Linked DNA regions of Gossypium hirsutum: region 1 is linked to region 2. The links are chromatin contacts, called in public Hi-C maps. All regions are on one chromosome and are shown on one strand. Each heading gives the region's core, a stretch centred on a gene start, on an enhancer-like site or on the middle of the called end of the contact. The rest is flanking DNA. Distances are from core to core; before and after follow the strand shown.

Region 1 (4,960 bases), core at 1,604-4,103, 63 kb before region 2:
AAATTAAAATCTTCTAACTATTCATTTTATGTAAAAAACTTTCAACTGTTAAATATATATTGGTATAGACAATATTTTATATCAATATGATGGAGATATCGGATCGATTCAAAAAATTACAAGTATGCCAAGTACAACTATCTTGATAAATTTAACGGTTGGATTATTAAAATATTAATAATATGTGTATATATATATATGGGAGAGGGATCCACTTACACCATTATACCATTTTTGAACCATTAGATTAAAATAAATTAAAGGTTAAGATTAAAGTAAAACTTTCTTTTTTCCTTTTAATTAAAACATTCCCTTTACTATTTTAGTTACCTAAAGCAAACGTTTCCCTTTCCATTCCCACTATTTTCACAATAAAACTTTCATGCTCTCTTGCTTTTAATATGATTTTCTTCTCTTACATTGAATTTTATAAACACGTTTTAACTTAATCTGCTCAACTTTACATATACTTGAAGAAAACAAATATCAAAAAGCAAACTCTCATTTGATTGGGTCTTGTTGGAAAAGAAAAAAAATTATATCCAGGACAACATCTCTCTCTTAAAACTAGTTTATTGCACATCCCAAATGTCTCTTATTTCTTATCTGATGTGAAACTAAAGCATCTTAGTTATCCTTTTAGAGTGTTAGCATTGCAAGTTTTGCTAGTTGTATTTAGCTCAGAAGGAATGGTGATTAGATAGGATTCCGGGAAGTTGGATACAGCAGTCGAAATGATGGAACCGACTTTGTTGCAACAGATTCACTATTTCTACGTGCTTGTCTCTTCCTAATCACTAGGAAGGAGTTGGGTACATTATTTGCCATTAACACTCTCTTCTGATCATTAGAGACAGGTAATGTCCAATACTGTTTTCATGGTTCCCATCCATTTACATAAATACATGTTTCCACTCTCCACTCCTGATCCGAATCAAAAATAGATTATAGGATTGATCAACCGTTTCTTCTATGATGAAACAAAAAGAGAAGAATATTATAAACTTTGATTGATCAGGCAAAATGGGGAAAAAGACCCATCAACTTTTTATTATTGAGAAGCTTCTCAAATCGTTGACTGATCAAATAAAAGAAAGGGAACGTGGTGCAGAATTGAAGAGGGAAAGAGAAGCAAAACAGATGGGACCAGCTGCTGAATACTTGCATGTTTGATTCTTCCATCTTCATTTTGTTTTCCTTTTTTCTTTAGAGTATGTTGGCTCATGATTGGAATTCTGTTCATAGAATTTTATAATTTTATAATATTAGGTATTGTACGCAAGTAGAAGAATTTGATCAAAGGTTCCAAGTTAAATCTCGTTCACAATACTATTTAATAATTTTAAATTGGATATAATTTTAGGTTGTCCATTGTTGACTCTAACAAATAAAGATTCCAAGCTATTTGTCTAAACATGACTATCTAGATAGATGGATGTATATATATTTTCTAGGGTAATTATTTCCTTCATTATCAACGGGTTTTAAATGCTATTACATTATGGAATGAAAAATATTTATATAATAAATATATTTATTAAAAATTGATATAAATATCAAATGAAATGTTAAAAATTATAGAGGTTTGAGTTCCATACTTATTATATAAAAGATATAAAATTATAACAAAATACCCTCCAAATAATGCAATTTGTCTTGTAAAATAAGGGTATTTTCACCACTACCTGATTAAGTTGGTGTTTAGTTGGCCGATGACATCAAGCTCAATAAGACTCTACTTAGTAGAATGGAAAGAAAATTGAAATGATACAAAATTGAAGGAGTAGAAAACTAAGAGGATGAAAAGCATAATTTTTCTTTTCATAGGTGTGTTTAGTAGGAAAGGTGGAAAAAAAAAGGCAATTTCTTTCCATCTATTGCTTGATAAAGTTGATAAATGAAATAGAAGAAAATAAAATAATTAAAAAATGCATAATATTGCACTATCATACATCTCTCCTCTCATCATTCTAATTTGGATGGATTGATTTTTATGCATTAGGATGGAAAATGATTATCCTTCTTGTATTCTTTCTAGCCAAGCACACTTTATTTTCTTTTCACTTTTCCTTTCCCTCCTCCCATCCTTCCACTTTTCCACCTAACCAAGCACACACTTAAATATTTAGTAGTAGTAGAATAAATGATTTAATACTAGTAGAGATATGAGCAAGATTAAGAGGATGATTGTTACCAAAAAAAATTAAGAGGATGACATGTAATTGCAACGTATAGTAAAAATAAGGTTAACATATGTAATTAATTTTTGTACTTCTATAAAAGTAAAAAATTTAATCATTCTACTTTTTCAAATTAAAAATCTTAGCCCAACAATCATTATCATTAGTAGTTTTCGTCAAAATTTATCAACTTGGCATGCTTATTTTTTATCAATCATATGAAGATAACTTAACCAATGTGCTAAGTCGATAAAATTTGACTTAAAATACTAACAATGTTAATGATTGATTTGATATTTTAAATTTAAAAAAGAGGGTTTAATTTTCTTGAACTTTTTAAGTACAAGGACTTAAAATCTCGAACTTTATCTTGACTAAAAGCATATTTTAACCATAAAATAAAGAAAAATTAAATATATATTTTTTGCTCCCTTGTTAAATATATATTATTTCGGTTTAACTAAATTATGAAAATAGATGAATATTTTAGAGGTCAACTTTTCTTTTTCTATTTTGTTTGACGAATTTATGCAGTAAATAGAATGGTTATGTTGAATGTTTTATAGACCTCATTGATTGTTATAAAATGGGTTGTCGGTTTGTTGTTTCTACAGGTTAGATGACGACGAAATGTTTGGTCTACATCATGCATACTTGAGACATGATGCTTAAAATAGGGTTTTATAGGCAGCTATATGATATCGCACATGATGTAATGACTACCAACAATCTTCCCTCTCTAGCAATACACAATTTTTTTTAAATATTTAATTTTGTGGCTATTTTATCCATTTAACTAATTTTTTTTATAAAAATGATATTGATTCAAAAATATTCACTCAAATGACTTGAAATGAACAATAAATTTGGATTATGGAAAATAATTTTTGAGATTTTAGACACTAGATGGTCGACACTTATATTTTTTTTTTCAAAATTTTTTTTGGGTGGTGGCACATTCGGCACCCCTTTACCTAATTAAAAAAAATTAATTTTTTGGGGTGTGTGGTGCTGGCCAACAAATGGAAAAAGTCACCCAACAAAAGAGATTAAGAATATTGCAACATAACCCGTCCTTATTTTCCCATCTTTTTTATTTCTCAAGTCTAATTACATATTTTATATTTTAAAATAATATTGAACTACTTATCATGTTTTTTAATTATTATTGCATCACTCACATTATTATTAAATTTAAAAATTAATTTAAAATAACATGTTAATATTATCATATTTGAATTTTCATAATTTTTTAAAAAAATTTTATTTTTATTTCGTTAAATGTAGCTTAATTGTTGCGATTACTTCAAGTTTTGGATTAGAATTGATCAAATTTAATTCTTAATATGATTATTTAGTTATAATTTTTCATTAAAATAATTCTAAATCTTAATTTTTTTTTTATGAGAATTCTAAATCTTAATTTAAACACTAAAAATTCAACAATTTACCTTCAAACGTTAAAATGTATAATTTTTACTAAGTATTACATTGACCTCAAGTATAAATAATAAATTAGGCCTAAAAATTATATATTTTTTAAATTTAATGATAATTTTTTAGAGGTGGTTTTGATAAAAAGTTGTTAAAGTTATCTTATTTTAATATATTATTTAAGAACTTCAAATGAAAGTATTTTAAAAATATTTATTAATTTTAATATTGAATTTTATAATTGTGAAAATATATTAAAATGCTAAATACAGTAACCAAAATGATAGTATTTGATACTAAACTAGTTAATTTTTAAATCAAAAGTAGTTAATTTAAAATTAATTTAAATTTAATAAGCACAATTAGATTAGATTTTTTTGGATAAAATTAGAATATTTTTTTAATGATTTTCATCTTTTATAATAATTTAAATAAATATTTCTAAATTATTGTTTCTTTTATTTTAAAAAATAACGAGTAATATATTTATAAAATATGTAGTTCAATATATTTTAAAATAATTTTAAAATTTAATAATAATGTGAGTGATTGAATAATAATTAAAAACATGATAAGTAGTTCAATATTATTTAAAAATATAAAATATGTAACTAGACTTGGGAAATAAAAAAGATGGGAAAACAAGGAGGGGTTATATTGCAATATTTCTAATCTATTTTGTTAAGTGACTTTTACCATTTGTTGGCTGGCACCATACACCCTAATAAAAATAAAAATAAAAATTTTGAAAAAAAATCATAGATGCTGACTATTTTTAAAACCTCAAAAATTATTTTTTTAATAGAAAAAATAGTGGTGCCAGGCATCTAGTTCTCATAACTCAAATTTACTGTTCATTTTAAGTTATTTGAGTGAATGTTTTTAAATCAGGATATTTTTATAAATATTAATTTTTTTGGGTCAAATGGGTAAAATAGCCTAATTTTGTTCATAAGGAATGCTTTTGTTTTTATGTTTCTTTTTTCTTAAATCTGAAAAAGAAAATATTCTCTGGCACTTTATAATTTTGATTAAGAGTATCTCTTTCTGGGCAAAATATTTATCATATGCATATATGTACATCAATTGAAAGACACAATAGATGAATACACTGTGTAAAAAAAATATAATTCTTAAATTCAAAATCATCAATAAATAATTAAATTCTTATTATTTTTTCGAAAGCATAAACTAAATTATACTTAAAATGTCAAATTTAAAAAAAAAAACGTTTTGAATACATGTTTAAAACACATTTTTTTTAAATTGTAAGTGTTGTTTATATTACAGTTTGACTCTAATCCTCTTTAGACCTGAGTGATATTTTACCTTTGGTGAAGTTAAAA
Region 2 (5,299 bases), core at 38-2,537:
ACAAAAAAATTCAAACATATTAAATAAAAAAGTGGACCCCCGACAAATAATTTATAAAAGATAAAATAATTAAAAAATCAAATAAAACAAATTTAGAAAACAAGTTTTGAAAATAACATCAAATTCTTTTAAATTGCTTTACTATCATGTATAATAGATTTTCTGTTTTTGTTGATTTTAGGATATCCACAATCGATAGTAATGATTAACTCTTTCATCATAGATAGTAGTAGAGTCGAAAAATATTTTTGGAAGGCCATAATTAAATTGTATATTTTTACGATAGTAGAAATATAATTTTATCATTTTAATAGTCTATATTTTTATAATTTTTAAAAGATTAAATCAAATTTTTATTATTTAGGGGGACAAAGTGTAATTTTACCTTTATTGATTTAAAATTTTATAAATTATAAAAAAAATTTAAATGAAAAACTTTCCACTTTAGGGGGTCGGGGCCCCTACCAGCCCCCTTTAGCTCCACCACTGGTCATAGATACTTTTTAGAAAAGCGAGTGGCTGGTCATGAAGTATATTTTATTCTCATAAGTAGAGATTAAACCTCTTAAATACATGATTAACGGACGAAATGGGCAACCACCACACCACATGTTTAAAACACCTTTAAACAAAACTTTAAATACATACATTAATCATATAACAAGTTATAACATTAAATAAAGGGAGAGTAATTCACTTACATTAATATAAAACTAAAATAATTTTACATTTTTTATAACTTTTCATATGAATAATTCAACATTTATACTTGTCAAGCATGTAAATATTTTAATTGATCTGATAACTTTATTATATAATATAAAATATTAATGATTGATTTTTTTAATATAAAACAAATAATTTAAAATTAGTGTGAAAACATAAAAGATCATTTCTCTCCCATTACAACAAATAAACTGGTACGTGGAACATATATCAATTAAACAAAAATGGAAATTGAAATTAAAAAAGAAGCGTCACTCGGCCTGACTTTTAATTAGAAGCAAATAACGGCTGCGCTTTGTAAGTGGCGGAGGTGTGAGAGTGTAGCTCAAGTAAATAGCTTCCTTCCTACGCAACGCGTCACTGCTGAGTTATAAAGGGGAGGGGTTTTATTAAGGGTTGGCAAAGTCAAACGTCAAAATCAAACAGTTGGATGAAAAAGTAGGTATGAATCAGCTGTCCCCATCGCTATCTCTTTGAAAAGTACAACAACAGCATCCCCCTTTGACTTGCAACGCCAACGGTATTTCATGTTCCCCGCGTGACGCCGTGGCTCGCGTCACTCTTTATAAAACCTCCTTTCCACATTCTTCAATCATCTCCTCTTATTTATTTGTTAGTTAACCATAATAATTACAAACCATTTCTCCTCAAATACAACTGCAATTCCAAAACCTCCCAATTCCTTTTTACTTTTTCTATATATTCTTCTCTAACAATCCGTCCTTCCATCCATGCCATGGGTGCCTGTTTCTCTTACGAAAACCCTGAATTTTCAGAATCTGGGTCTCGCCCAACAGCTCATGTTGTTTCCCTCAACGGTGATCTTCATAAATATAATCCCCCGGTCTGCGTCTCTCAGGTTCTTCACGCCGAAGCCTCCTCCTCCTCCTCCTCCTCCTCTTCTTCTTCCTCCTCCATCTTCCTTTGCAACTCGGATAGCTTATCTTACGACGATTACGTTCCGGCCTTGAATGCGGACCATCAACTGCAACCCAATCAGATATACTTCGTGCTTCCCGTTTCCAAGCTTCAGCAGCGATTGGCTTCCAAGGATATGGCCGCTTTGGCCGTCAAAGCCAGCGTTGCTATCCAGAATGACTCTAGAAACGATTCCAATCGGCGCAAGAAGGCCCGAATTAACCCTGTGATGGTGGTAGCTCAATCTGTTGTTGATCCTGTTGGCGCTTCTACCGCATCAGCCCCAACCCCCAGCAGCACCAAGTCCTTTACCAAGCCCCAGACTCAACCTCAGCCATCTGGGATGTCAAGATCTGCTTCTTTTAGAAAATTGCAGCGATACACATCCAGACGAGCCAAATTGGCCGTTCGTTCTTTTAAGCTAAGGCTGTCCACTATTTACGAAGGCTCCGTTCTGTAATCTACCTACCCGGATCCACCTTTCAAGTTGTTAATTTTCCATGAGCCCCCAATGTAACATATTATACATACATACATATATCTATTAAATTCAAAACTTCCCTGTCCTGTATAGAAACTGAGATCGAGAGTGTCATTTTTTTATTGAGTTAACCGGAGATTCCATTAATCATCATTCTCACATGATTTTTTTTGGGTTTTTTTCATCTTTATATTTCATTTATTCTCAACTGGTATGTAATATTGAGAGAGAAGGCCGGAAGCATATATTTGGAGGTATAAAATCATCAAAAAGAAAATGGAACATTACGTCTACAATCCAAAGGCTCAAGGGGCGCTCTCAATTGTTTATCTGTTTTGAACTAGTCAAAACGGAATTGCTTTAAATTATAATTATGTTTTTGTTTAAATGCGGATATCCTACCGGTTCTACCCGAATCCAATGGTTATTTGTAAATGGATTTGACCTTAGCTTGTCATACAGAGGCCCTCCAAAGGCTTCATGAAACGGCTGAAATAAACCCACTGCTAATTTGGGCCAGTCAGTTCCCATATTCCACTCATCTACCCACCCATCATTCTCAATATTGATAGTACGGACTTTTCTGTTTTGTTATGGAGGTTTTTTCTTTTGTCCATTGCTTCATCCATTTGTGTTTACATGAAAATATTGATACTCCATCCATTAATATTGGATTGATTAATAATAGTTTTCTCTTTCAAGCCTTTGATTTACAAAATCATATTAACTGATCGGTGGACGATGACAAATATCTATCCGAACTCTTTGTGTGTGTATAATTAAACTATCTAGCTAGTGAAGTAAGCAAATATGAGCTTGTTACTCTGCTTCGTTTCTTATATTCATCAAGTCTTTTTGTACAGGAAGAAGTTGAAAAAAAAAACCAACTTAAAGGATTTAATTAGTAGAATGGAAAGAAAATTGAGAAGATAGAAAATTGAAAGAGTAGAAAAATAAAAGAATAGAAATATTTTTTTCCATAGATATAATATGGTTGTGTCTAACCAAAATAACCAATATCATACAAAGCACACAGCTGGGTCACTTACCTGTGTGAGCTAAAATATGTCTTTTAAATTAAGCCACATAATCAATTCTTACTTGTGCCATAAACAAGCATTTTACCATTCATTAGACTTGTTTATAATGCATCAAAATAAACCCAAAATTCAACTTATAAAACAATCCTAAGTGCACTGGCCCCAAAAAAAAAAATTAAAGTGCCTAACTAATATGTTACAATTGGCATCTCAATTCAACAATTCATAAGCAAACCATTCATCGTCAAATATACCAAAGATTCATACCTAACTACCACCACATGATCATCATTCCAAATGCCAAGATTTCATCAAGCAAAGTTCACCAAAATACCAATTCATGCCACAATAAGCCATTACACATTAACACTTAACATTACACATAATTCACATGAAAATGGCACAAAGCATAATTTTCAATTTCACATTATATAACCGTTTACGCCTATTTACTTGCCACTTATAACCAGGCCAAATTGAGCAAAAGTCTACCAAAAGACTTGGTGGATAGTATGAGCTCTGGAGACGATCCAATCAACAGCACATTTTTCAACAATCTACAAGAAAGAAAATCTATACATATTTTTACCCCATGTTTAACACATTTTATGGATGATTTTCCATTAGAATTGGTGAATTCGATGCTCCTAATGCTTGAATTTCATGTTTTACACTTAGGAGAGCACAGGAGAACGAAAGGAACGAAAAACGGGCCAAAAAGGGATAAAATGGGCCAAAGTACGAAATCAACACGGCCTGGACCTCCTCACAGGGGCAGACCACATGGCCATGTCAATTTGGCAGGCTCGAGCACGACTTGAAGTAATCACACACGGGCGTGTCCCTGTCGAGCCCAAGTTGAGTCCAATTTGGAAAAGGCTAATTTTGAGAGCTTTTAGGCATTCCAAAACCTATAAATACACCCTAGAGAAGGAAGAAAATGAGAGGACAGAGTAAGGGGTAAGGAATTACTCCAAGAAAGCCGATTGATTCATCTCAGAAGCCAGATTCATCATCAAGACTGAAGATCTCTCCTCAATTCCCCTTCAGGAGTTTTGGGTTTTCTTTATGTTCTGTATTCTTTATTATTCTGAGATGTTTTCTTATTTAGTTATGAACTAAATCCCCTAAATACCTAAGAGGAATGAAACCTAAGACGAATCTTGTTATTATTTTCTGAATTGTATGATAAATATTTGACTTATTCTTAATTATGTGTTCTTAATTCTTGTTTTGATATCCCAAGATACCGATTCAAGATAAGCTCTTATTCAAAGGAGGAATAGACCCTGTTTAAGAGTACATTTGTCATAATTAAGCGCAGTTGATTGCCCGCCTAGACATAGGGTGACAATATTTTTCTGGATTAGGATGAAACCTAATAAGGGGATCCATAGATCGAGTTAATGCAACCCTAGAGTGTTAATTAGAAAAAAGTCTCGGTTATTCAATCTAGAGATTAGACATTATTAGTCTTGAATAGGGATAATAACATAACTTAGGGATCTCTACGAAACAAGTTAAATGAATAAATCGTCCGATTCAGAGCCAGAATAACAAGTACAGTCTAGGTGGATTTTTCCTTAAGTATTGTCTTCATTCAATCAATTTTTCCAAAAGCAATTCCCCAATTCCATTCTCTGTGCATTCTTAGTTTAGATAATTAGTTAGTTAAAACAAAAACCTCTTTATTCTTAGGCTAAATAATAAAAAGACAGTCATTACTAGTACTTTTAGTTCCTTTGGGTTCGACAATCCGGTCTTGCTAAAACTATACTATTGTTCTATAGGTACACTTGCCTACATCGAGATAATAGTTAGTTCAAGAACGAGTAATTATAAATATTTAAAACCTATCACGAAATCACGCGTTCAACAATCTACAAGAAAGAAAATTTAAACGAATGTAAGTTTACTTAAAGCTTAGTAAGTTCGTATGAAATTAAACACAAAGTACCAACAATTCATATTTTAACTAATGAAAATAACATATAGACATATTATTCCATTGTCACCTTACACATTTCATGAAATAGCCAAATTGGTCAATACATCATTCCATACATATAAATAACATAATATGCATATCAACCATATTCAATTCATAGCTAACGTTTTCATTCAAATACATATT

The links. A called contact is a pair of places that touch in the nucleus more often than the background predicts.
Region 1: a Hi-C map of leaf shows a contact between it and region 2, with 2.3 times the contacts expected there. The contact joins the enhancer-like site here to the promoter of LOC107916808 in region 2. A contact is called at or near these places in 7 of 34 Hi-C or Micro-C datasets (fibers, leaf and seedling).

What each region holds. Positions count from the first base shown.
Region 1 is chrA01:18,912,349-18,917,308 of Gossypium_hirsutum_v2.1, reverse strand. No RefSeq gene overlaps it. Among protein-coding and RNA genes, the nearest start is that of LOC121229639, 23 kb to the left of the region's middle. Within about 2 kb of position 2,853, at least 1 of the 9 cell types and tissues checked has an H3K27ac peak or open chromatin away from gene starts, as enhancers often do. A contact at or near this core is called in leaf, where this site is marked.
Region 2 is chrA01:18,847,525-18,852,823 of Gossypium_hirsutum_v2.1, reverse strand. LOC107916808 reads left to right here and starts at 1,287. Exons shown (of 1, transcript XM_016846182.2): 1 at 1,287-2,272. The coding sequence starts at 1,463. The coding sequence ends at 2,104.